2 separate regions of the Mus musculus genome follow, and region 1 is linked to region 2. A link is a contact called in public HiChIP or PLAC-seq data. All regions are on one chromosome and are shown on one strand. The core of a region is the stretch at or near the end of the contact, and the rest is flanking DNA. Distances in the headings are between cores, read along the strand shown.

What was found. HiChIP or PLAC-seq counts read pairs in DNA pulled down with a chosen protein or histone mark.
Region 1: a contact with region 2 is called in an H3K27ac HiChIP or PLAC-seq map of SST interneurons, with 8 times the contacts expected there. The contact joins two enhancer-like sites. A contact is called at or near these places in 3 of 484 Hi-C or Micro-C datasets (cerebral cortex, cortical neurons and forebrain) and 3 of 115 datasets of contacts at active chromatin or transcription factors (SST interneurons, astrocytes and embryonic basal ganglia).

The regions. Positions count from the first base shown.
Region 1 is chr9:30,299,201-30,303,507 of GRCm38.p6, reverse strand. No RefSeq gene overlaps it. Among named protein-coding and RNA genes, the nearest start is that of Gm26435, 9.4 kb to the right of the region's middle. Within about 2 kb of position 2,402, at least 6 of the 459 cell types and tissues checked have an H3K27ac peak or open chromatin away from gene starts, as enhancers often do. A contact at or near this core is called in SST interneurons, where this site is marked.
Region 2 is chr9:29,800,425-29,804,669 of GRCm38.p6, reverse strand. It overlaps a transcript of Ntm not described here. Among named protein-coding and RNA genes, the nearest start is that of Gm15521, 170 kb to the right of the region's middle. Within about 2 kb of position 1,514, at least 47 of the 459 cell types and tissues checked have an H3K27ac peak or open chromatin away from gene starts, as enhancers often do. A contact at or near this core is called in SST interneurons, where this site is marked.

The DNA of each region.
Region 1 (4,307 bases), core at 1,153-3,652, 500 kb before region 2:
CCAATCAGTGTGGACTCAGCTTTGACACAACTTTAAGAGCAGGCTACCTTTGATCTCTTTCTAATTCCGTAGCCTGTGTCAAGATGCCTTTAGCATCCCACCAGTTCTCAGCACCACCAGGACATTTATTTGATTCTGGGTCATCTGGAATGGTCACGTCATATGTGTGATAAAGTCTAGTGACAGAATTTGTTAGGATAACTTAACCTAATTTTCTCTTTTGTTCACAAAGAAAAGCAAGGTGGAGTAGTTTTCCAGATAACATATAGAGGTGGGACTCTGGTTTTCTCATTGGACATCCAGGGCTCTTTCTTAGAAACTCAGCATCTCCTTTCCCCTCTGAATCATTTGTTATATTACTACCTGTGATCTCAGGATGCCTTCTCTCTGAATCATGATTTTTATTGCTGTCTATGACCTCAGCATGCTTTTTCTTATTAATTTCTCTTGGTCCCCGGATATAAATATCATTCTTCCCCAATTTTGCTAATGGACTTTAAATAACATTACCACCCCCAGTCTTATGACTTGGGTTCATTTTCTCCTTATTTTTTTTTCTGATTTTTTTTCTTAAACTCATCTTATTTTTTTGCAGGTGTAAATGGGCAGTTACAATTCCATGGACTAACCAGTTCAGTTTCATTTATTTCTTCTCAATATTTCAATCTCATTGATATGCAACTCTTGATAGCCCCCAAATTCTTTTTCTTGTACAATTCCTAAATATTTAAAGATTAACATCTTTAAAAGAAAATGAAAAGCCCTTCTCTTCCACACTTCTTCTCACCTCTTGTCCCCACTTCTTCATGTCATCTTGTTGTTCTTGCTTGTGGAGAGCCAGTGATGGATTCTGTTACAGACTCTCCCTTGCTGGCCATGCTGTTTACCTGGAAGGCATTCTCTTTTATAGTAGGATTGGAAAAGTATGACACTTAAACTTATTGATGTGTTAGAGACAGCTGTTTACATGACTTAATGGCACGGCTACAAGCTTCTAATATCTATCTTGCTCCATCTTGGCTTCCTAGTTCCTTTGTGTAGGAGTCATGTATTTTTTTGAGAAGGACAGTAAAAATATGAAACTTGACTTATGAGTTTCATGCAAGGCCACCCCCATGAAGGGAATGTATTTGCACATTTCTGTCCCTGCTTTGGGCCTCCTCACAGAACTTTAGGCATTCTCTGGAGTCTTAGCTCTGTACAGTTATCATTTTTACCAGGTTTAATATTATACCAGGTCGGATTCCCTAGCCTAGCTCAGTGGCATCTCTCAGTCAAGGCTGGTAACATTTACACTCAAAGGAGTTCTGTATACCTGCAAACAGACGGGGGGAAAGAAGCATCCAGATTGTCTCTCTAGAGGATGGCTGAAGGAGTCAGACTCTAGGAATAGAGAAACTTGAAGTTAATGAACAATGCCAATGAACCAAAGACCTTGGCAACTGCCAGAGATTCATGTATGGGCTGGGGTTTGAAAACTATGCCAGTATCACTGGCAAATGAATTCAGCTGGAAGGTACGACTGCTGCACGGCATATTGGGAGGCCATTCGAAGGTGACTAATTAATATTAATCAAACCTCAGTGGGTAGTGTCTCCACTCTGTGTTGTCCATAGCTTTTCTATCATTCTATGTAATTTAATGAATTTATACATATTTTTATTTTCTACCCTATTTCTCTTCTGTTATTCTTTCTGTGCTGGCGAGTGAGCTGAGCACCTTGGGTTAAAGCTGGACCAGACAGAACACATATGTGTGTTGATGGCTTTTCTCTGGCCCAAACAGACCACAGACCACAGCTGATTCTATAGGCTCGCATATATTGAATATATATATATATATATATATATATATATATATATATATATATATATATATATGCATGCATGCTGCAGGGTTGTCTGCAAGCCTTTGATAACAAATAGAATAATACTGTTTATATGCACATGGGGAAAGACTTGACTATCAGAACCGAGCTCTTCACGGCATAATTACAACTTGCTGAGCACCGTGGCTCTGGTGAACAATGAAGATATAATCAGTGCACCTATTTGTCCTCCTGGATTCCAGCTGCTAAAGCAATTTCTTTTTCACAGAACCGACAATTTTGTGGTTCTTGTGAAAATCCACCGTTTCCCCTGAAATCCTGTGAAATGGAGCTTGCCAGTGGAAGCGCCGGGAAGCAGCCCGGCTCTCGCATCACCTCCATGAAATTAGGCTGCTCATATTTCCAGCACTGCTATCCTGATTGCATGTTTGTTTAAAATGACAGTTGATGTTGTGTATCTCTTTCATTAGGGAGGCTCAATGATCTTGACATTATTAACTAACTGCAGCACTCGCTGCATATAAACACTAATCCGCAGAGACAGCTCGGATAGTACTCGAAGCAAAAGCAGGCTCTTTGAAAGGAGGAACAGGAGAGGGATCTGGGCCATATGCGGAATTTGGCAGGTTTATTATCAGCCGTTCACAAGCCAGCCATTTTTAGGAGGTCTGAATACCGTGTTTCCCAGAGATACATACATACTGCCCTCTGGGTGGGAGCCCTTAAGGTTGCCAGATAAGATGAAGGAAATTGGAGCTTGCTAGAGGAAGAAAGAAGTCTGTAAGAGATGGGATGGGCTCTTTTGGTCTCTCCTTCTTTGCATACCAGCTGCATTAGGCTTCTAGCGCCAAATAATGAGTCAGATTAGGCAGAGCTGTTCCTCTATTTTCAAGGTATTTTAACCATATAAGCATTTGGAGCATCTATTCTAAATGGCCAGTGCGTGGTTGGGTACACTGTGTTTTCTCATTCTTTGCCCGTGGAGGATACCAGTCCTATCATGTCCAGGAATGCTTGTGGTAGTGAAAGACACAGTCGACTTCCACATCTCTTCCACAATCCCACTTATTTGTGGTTATTTTCCCTTGCCGTGGCCTTTTGACTTGTCCCATTTATTTACTGATCCTCTGCCTTGCAGATCATGGGATACTCTGCCTGAGCTCCGATTCTGCTCAGCCTTGCTCTTTTCTTATCCAGCTTCTTCCCAATCTGTCCCATTCAGTCCACACCTACCCTCTCCCATCCCCAGCCACCTGCCTTCTCATACATAGCCTTTCCTGGGAAGCTTATAAGTCTTTTGGGTCTCAAAAAACCGACCTGACCCCACTGTCCACCATGCTTCTCTTGAAGCCCTCTGTCTGGCATATGCTTGACCCTTGTTCCATTCTTATGGTGAGAATGGGAGCAATAGCAGAACAACGGTGTCTCTTGGGAAGGGAGGGATACAGGAGGGAGTTATGCTAGGTTTGTTAATAATGGGGGTCAGCCTTGGCTTCCCAAGATCACTGCTCTAGCCCCTTTGCTTCACTTATTCTCTTCCCCAGAGACGTCAATAATTGCTACTTGCTCAGTCTTTGTTAGAACAGAGAATAGGCAGGTGGGAATCCGCTCCTGAAAATGTCATGTACCACGTGGGGGCAGCAGAGAGTTGAAAAAGGGTCTCTAGACCGCCATGCAGGTTTAAGCTCCCTTTGAGTCCTGGATTGTATATTTACTGAACTTCCAAAATCTAGTTTGAGGTTCACATGGAACCAAGAAAGCTATATACCAGCAGTTCATATACATGTTGCAGGTTGTAGAATCCATCCACATAGAAGAGTCTGACAATATGTTTTCAGTTTGCCCAGGACAGTCTCAATTTACAGTCAAAATACTGGGTTGATTATTACTCTCCCTTCTCTTTCGGATGAATTTGGGTTTGCATGGTTGATTATACTGGTCACGCTATTCGTAAACTGTTTGATGTCATTAACTTCGGGAGAGGGTGGGGTCAGGGATGAGCAAATCAGAAGGGTAAGGATGATGATTTCTATGTCTAAGCAAAGATGAATTTGGAAAATGAATGCAGCAAGCAAACAGGTCAATTAAGAAGAATATGTAATCAAAGCAAAATGCAGGAGCCAGAGATGCAATGAGAGAAGCTTGATGTCCAGGAAAGTAAAACTTGGGGACCGTTCTCCAGAGGCATCAGGGAGGATAGGCAGGGCCTTTGGAAGGGAGGATAGGCAGGGAGGATAGGCAGGGCCTTTGGAAGTGGGCGCCTTGAGTGAGAAAGGAGTTGTAATTTCCAGGTATGGTTTAGATAGCAGTTGCTTATGAACCAGCATTTTCTTTCCCTGCTTTTCCCTTGAGTCTGTCTTATGGACTTTAGAGACAAATAAGGATCAAACAGGACTCCTGCCAAGAGAGAGAAAAATATATTATTCTCTTTTTTCCAAAGGGCTCTTGTGGGATTCGTTAATTTCTCAAACATAAGAGT
Region 2 (4,245 bases), core at 265-2,764:
CACTGCCATCTTTACATCCTGTGTGAATTTGCATGCACGAGAGTTCCGATTTCTCTACTTCTTCACGCCTGCCGTTTTCTGGTTTTTAAATAATAGTCATCGTAATGTGTGTGAAGTAGCTTCAGATTTGCATTTCTCTAATGATTAGTATGTTTTCATGTGCTTATTGGAAAATTACCTATCTTTCTAGAGAAATGTCTACTCGGGTCCTTAGGCTAGTTTTTAAATTGTGTGTTTTGTTGTTGAATATATAAGTTTTGATTATCGGGGACTACGGAATTGGAACTAAATGTCACCACTCAGTGCGCAGGCTTATTTGTTTTCAAGTTTAATAAAACAGTTGGGCCTTACTGAGGTGTCAGTCTGGGAAGGTATTTACGTAGTGGCATTCTTGTCATCATTGCTGTCGTCCTAGTGTCTTGGTATTTCAGAGATAAGTGACACTTCTGTAGTCCCCTATGGCCAGAGGTAATAAAACTCATAGCAGATGCAGAATACCAAGCAAACTGAAAACCCAGAGAAACCACGTGAAACAATCCAAGGATGTAAATCACACATGGTGAAAGCCATTGGATTAGAAACACATTATCCTTGTCTGATTCGCTAACACCCACATGCTCCAAATAAGCTTGGAGTTTGATTTACACCCTGACATTTAAGGAAATGGGAAAGGGTGATCTAGTTCCATCTTGATAAATGCTTCCCCCAACCCCACCCTGTGTCTGCAACACCAGCCTGGGAGAACAATGGTATAGGGGAGGGTCCTAATCATATAAACAGGCACCTGGGCCAGACAGGGTAGCCCCTCAAGTGACCAGCTTTCTGCTTAGCATTGACTGGATCCTGCATCATCAAGTACAGCCAAACAGCTGTCTGGGCCGAGGATAGGAGCCAGGATTTCAGGCTTCAATTCTAGCCTTGTCTGTGTGTCTTCCCTTCTGGAGAGTGCAGACAGAACCCTTAGGTGCAGGTTGTTCCAGGATCTGCATGAAGCAACACATGTTCTGCATGAGTAGCCCAGCTGATAGAAAAGGCAGAGATGCTAGAGAAGGCAGAAATGCCGAGAAGGGGGCGGGGACATCAACAGTGACACACCTCTGCACAGAAAAGCAAATGGGCCTCTTTGTCCATCACCAGAGCCGTAGTTTAATAGCCAGGAGATTACATATTGTGTTTCCTGTGGATTTGAAGGCCTTGCTTTGGAGAGATAGATGCCCCCCAGGCAGGGTCCCCAGAGGTGGGCTATTTTCTCCTGCTCTCTCCTCCTCCCCTCCCAGAGCCTTTGCTTGCCAAGCAGTCCTGTGCCATAAACACTAATCCGTGCAGCTCATCTCGGAGGGAGGTTTAGCTGCATTTGTGAATTCAGAATGAAATCCCTCTCTTCCCCCAGTCCAAGTGAACAGCTGGCAGGAGATACTGATAGCAAGGAAAGAAGTCGTCACTTTGTTGGATGTTATCCTGAATAATAAGTGAACTGCTGACGACATTTCTGAGAGCTCCAGAAAACTGCCACCATCCAGCCTCTGCCACCACCTGGCCGCTCAGCAGAGCGAGCAGTCTCTGTGCAGCTCGAAATGTGGGTGAGCTAGAATAGATGCTAAAGGGGAAGTTGGGTAAATGTTGGGACATCGAAGCTCTGATACGGAGACAGCCCTATATACATGCACAAGCACACACACACACAAGCAGACATCCATGAGGCACTCATGCACGCGTGTGCACGTGAAACTTTACCATCCTTTGTAATGGTTAGCTTGCTGCAATCACTAGATAGATTATTAAGAATATCTGAAACTTGGTCACCTCTTCTGTAAAATGGGAGTACTAGTTTACCAAAAAGCCTGTTAGGACTAGACACCAGCGTGCGGAGGTCCACAGTCTGTCACAGGCACTCAGTGACTTATGGGTCTTTACTTCTTCACAGATAGAAAAGAAAACCGTGTGTGTACTTATCACTTTGCCTAAGTAAGAAACCTTACTGTGAGATTTTGGGGAGACGCTGGGGGCAGGAAGGGAGAGGACATTTTCTCAGCTCTGTATTCCTAGGGTGCAGAGCCATTATTGCAATGTCACTTGCAGAAGCAGTTGCAATCTGGCCACCAGTGAGCCAGGTGCCCGCCTGAGTGAGCGCCTGGAGCACAAAGCCCTTCAGAGCATGCTGAGCCCCTGATGACTGCGGACTCAGCCCGCCCCCAGCTGCACAATCACGCGGCACAAATCCCTGTATTTTCAATGGAAGGAGCCGCTCCAGTGGCTCTAAAGAGAGAAGGAACCACCACTGAACATGTCTTTAAAATTCACATCGGCTCTGCCTCTCAGGGGGCCTTGAGACTGCTTATGGAGGGAAAGTACATGATGCTCATTTATATGTGTTGTCCCTGTGGCCCAGGGTGGCCCAGGTGACAGCTGTTAGCTCTCTGGGACCACAGGAGCATGATGAGCCTCAGGCAGGAGAAGAACTTAATTAATCAGTGCATTGATTAAATACCTACTATGAGCCAGCCTCTATGATAGGCACGGTGGGAGATAGAGAACAAAAGCAGACAACCTCTGGTATCTGGAGTTCTAGCTGAGCTGCACTCGAAACACATGCAAAACGTTAGACGTCAAGGTAAGAAATGAACAAAAATCTGATCCAATAATTCTAGACGTTGCATAATACTCTGCTCCATGATTAATTGCTAAATGGTTGGCAATGACACTAAGCACTATGGGAAGAGATCAATCATTGTGCATTTACAATTGCCTTCTGCAGCCTTTGACCATAAAATGACCAGGTATTTCTAAGGATTTCCCCACCCTTGCTTATTTTTGAAGTCTGACAGTCTGTACCCTGTTATATAGATGACATAAAAATTCTTTTCTTTTTAAAGATGTATTTATTTGTTTTATGCATTTGAGTACACTGTCGCTGTCTTCAGAAACATCAGAAGAGGGCATCAGATCCCATTACAAATTGTTGTGAGCCACCATGTGGTTGCTGGGAATTGAACTCAGCACATCTGGGCAAGCAGTCAGTGCTCTTAACCGCTGAGCCATCTCTCCAGTCCCAACATAAGCATTCTTACTAGATGCCCCCATCCACTCCCATTCTACAAGTGCATGTCTGGTCCTTACACAGCCAGAGGGAGAGGGGGAAGAAATGCAATCCAACTAGAAGTCAACGTGTCCAGTCCTCTGTACTAATAATATGCCTCAGCACAGCTCTCATACACCCTGACACAGTCTATGCAGCTAGCTTTCTCTTGACACTACCAAGTACCCAAAGTCAAGACCTGGGATGCTTGGACATGGATCTTCTCCTTTGCATAGAATGGTGACTGGCACTCAGCAGTCCCTTCAACACATGGTTGAATGAATGTTCATACAATTCTACTGACTTAATGGATCCTCACTGCCAACACATATATACAAGGGAACTGTGAAATGAGGACAATGTGTTTCCAGAAAGAAAGGAGCCTCCGATATCAAAAAAAGATTATATTACAACCATCAAGGCTTGGAACTCACCATATATTTCCTCCTTACTTGAAGAAGAATTCGGTAGAATGAGGGCAGTTCTTTGTTATGTTCCATTGAATAGGTTCTTTGCTCCTGCACCAATGGCAGTATGCTGGATTTCATTTAGGTTGCAGAATAAAAGAAGGGTGGTCATCCGAAGCAGGAGAGTGCAACAGCCTAGTGTCACTAACAGTTCCATACCTACAAGGTGGACATTGTGCAGCATAGTAATAGGGACATTGATGGCACACAAATGACCAGAGCCCAAGAAATATCTGCTGAGCATATACTACATGTTCTCAGCACTGACCAGGTTACTGTATGGAGAATGCACCCAGAATATGATCCAGAATGTATTAAGCATGTTGTAATGGCTGATCTTCATCATAAACTTGACTGGATTTGGAATCACCAAGGCGACACATATCTGAGCAAGTATTTGAGGTATTTCTAGAGTTTAATTGAGGAAGGAAGATACACCATCAATATGGATCTGAATGTGTGCAGATTTGACATTCCATAGGGCCAGACTGGAGATATAAATAAAAGTATAAGATACTATGTATTCATCCCTGCTTCCTCACTCAAGATGCAGCAGAACCAACTGCTTCTCACTCCTGCCATCGCAGCTAGAGTGACACCCTCCCCTCTCGTCCCACACCATGATGGACTCGACTCTCAGTTGCTGAGCCAAAGTAAACTCCCCCTTCCCTAAGTTTCATCACCGCAATGAAAACATGACTA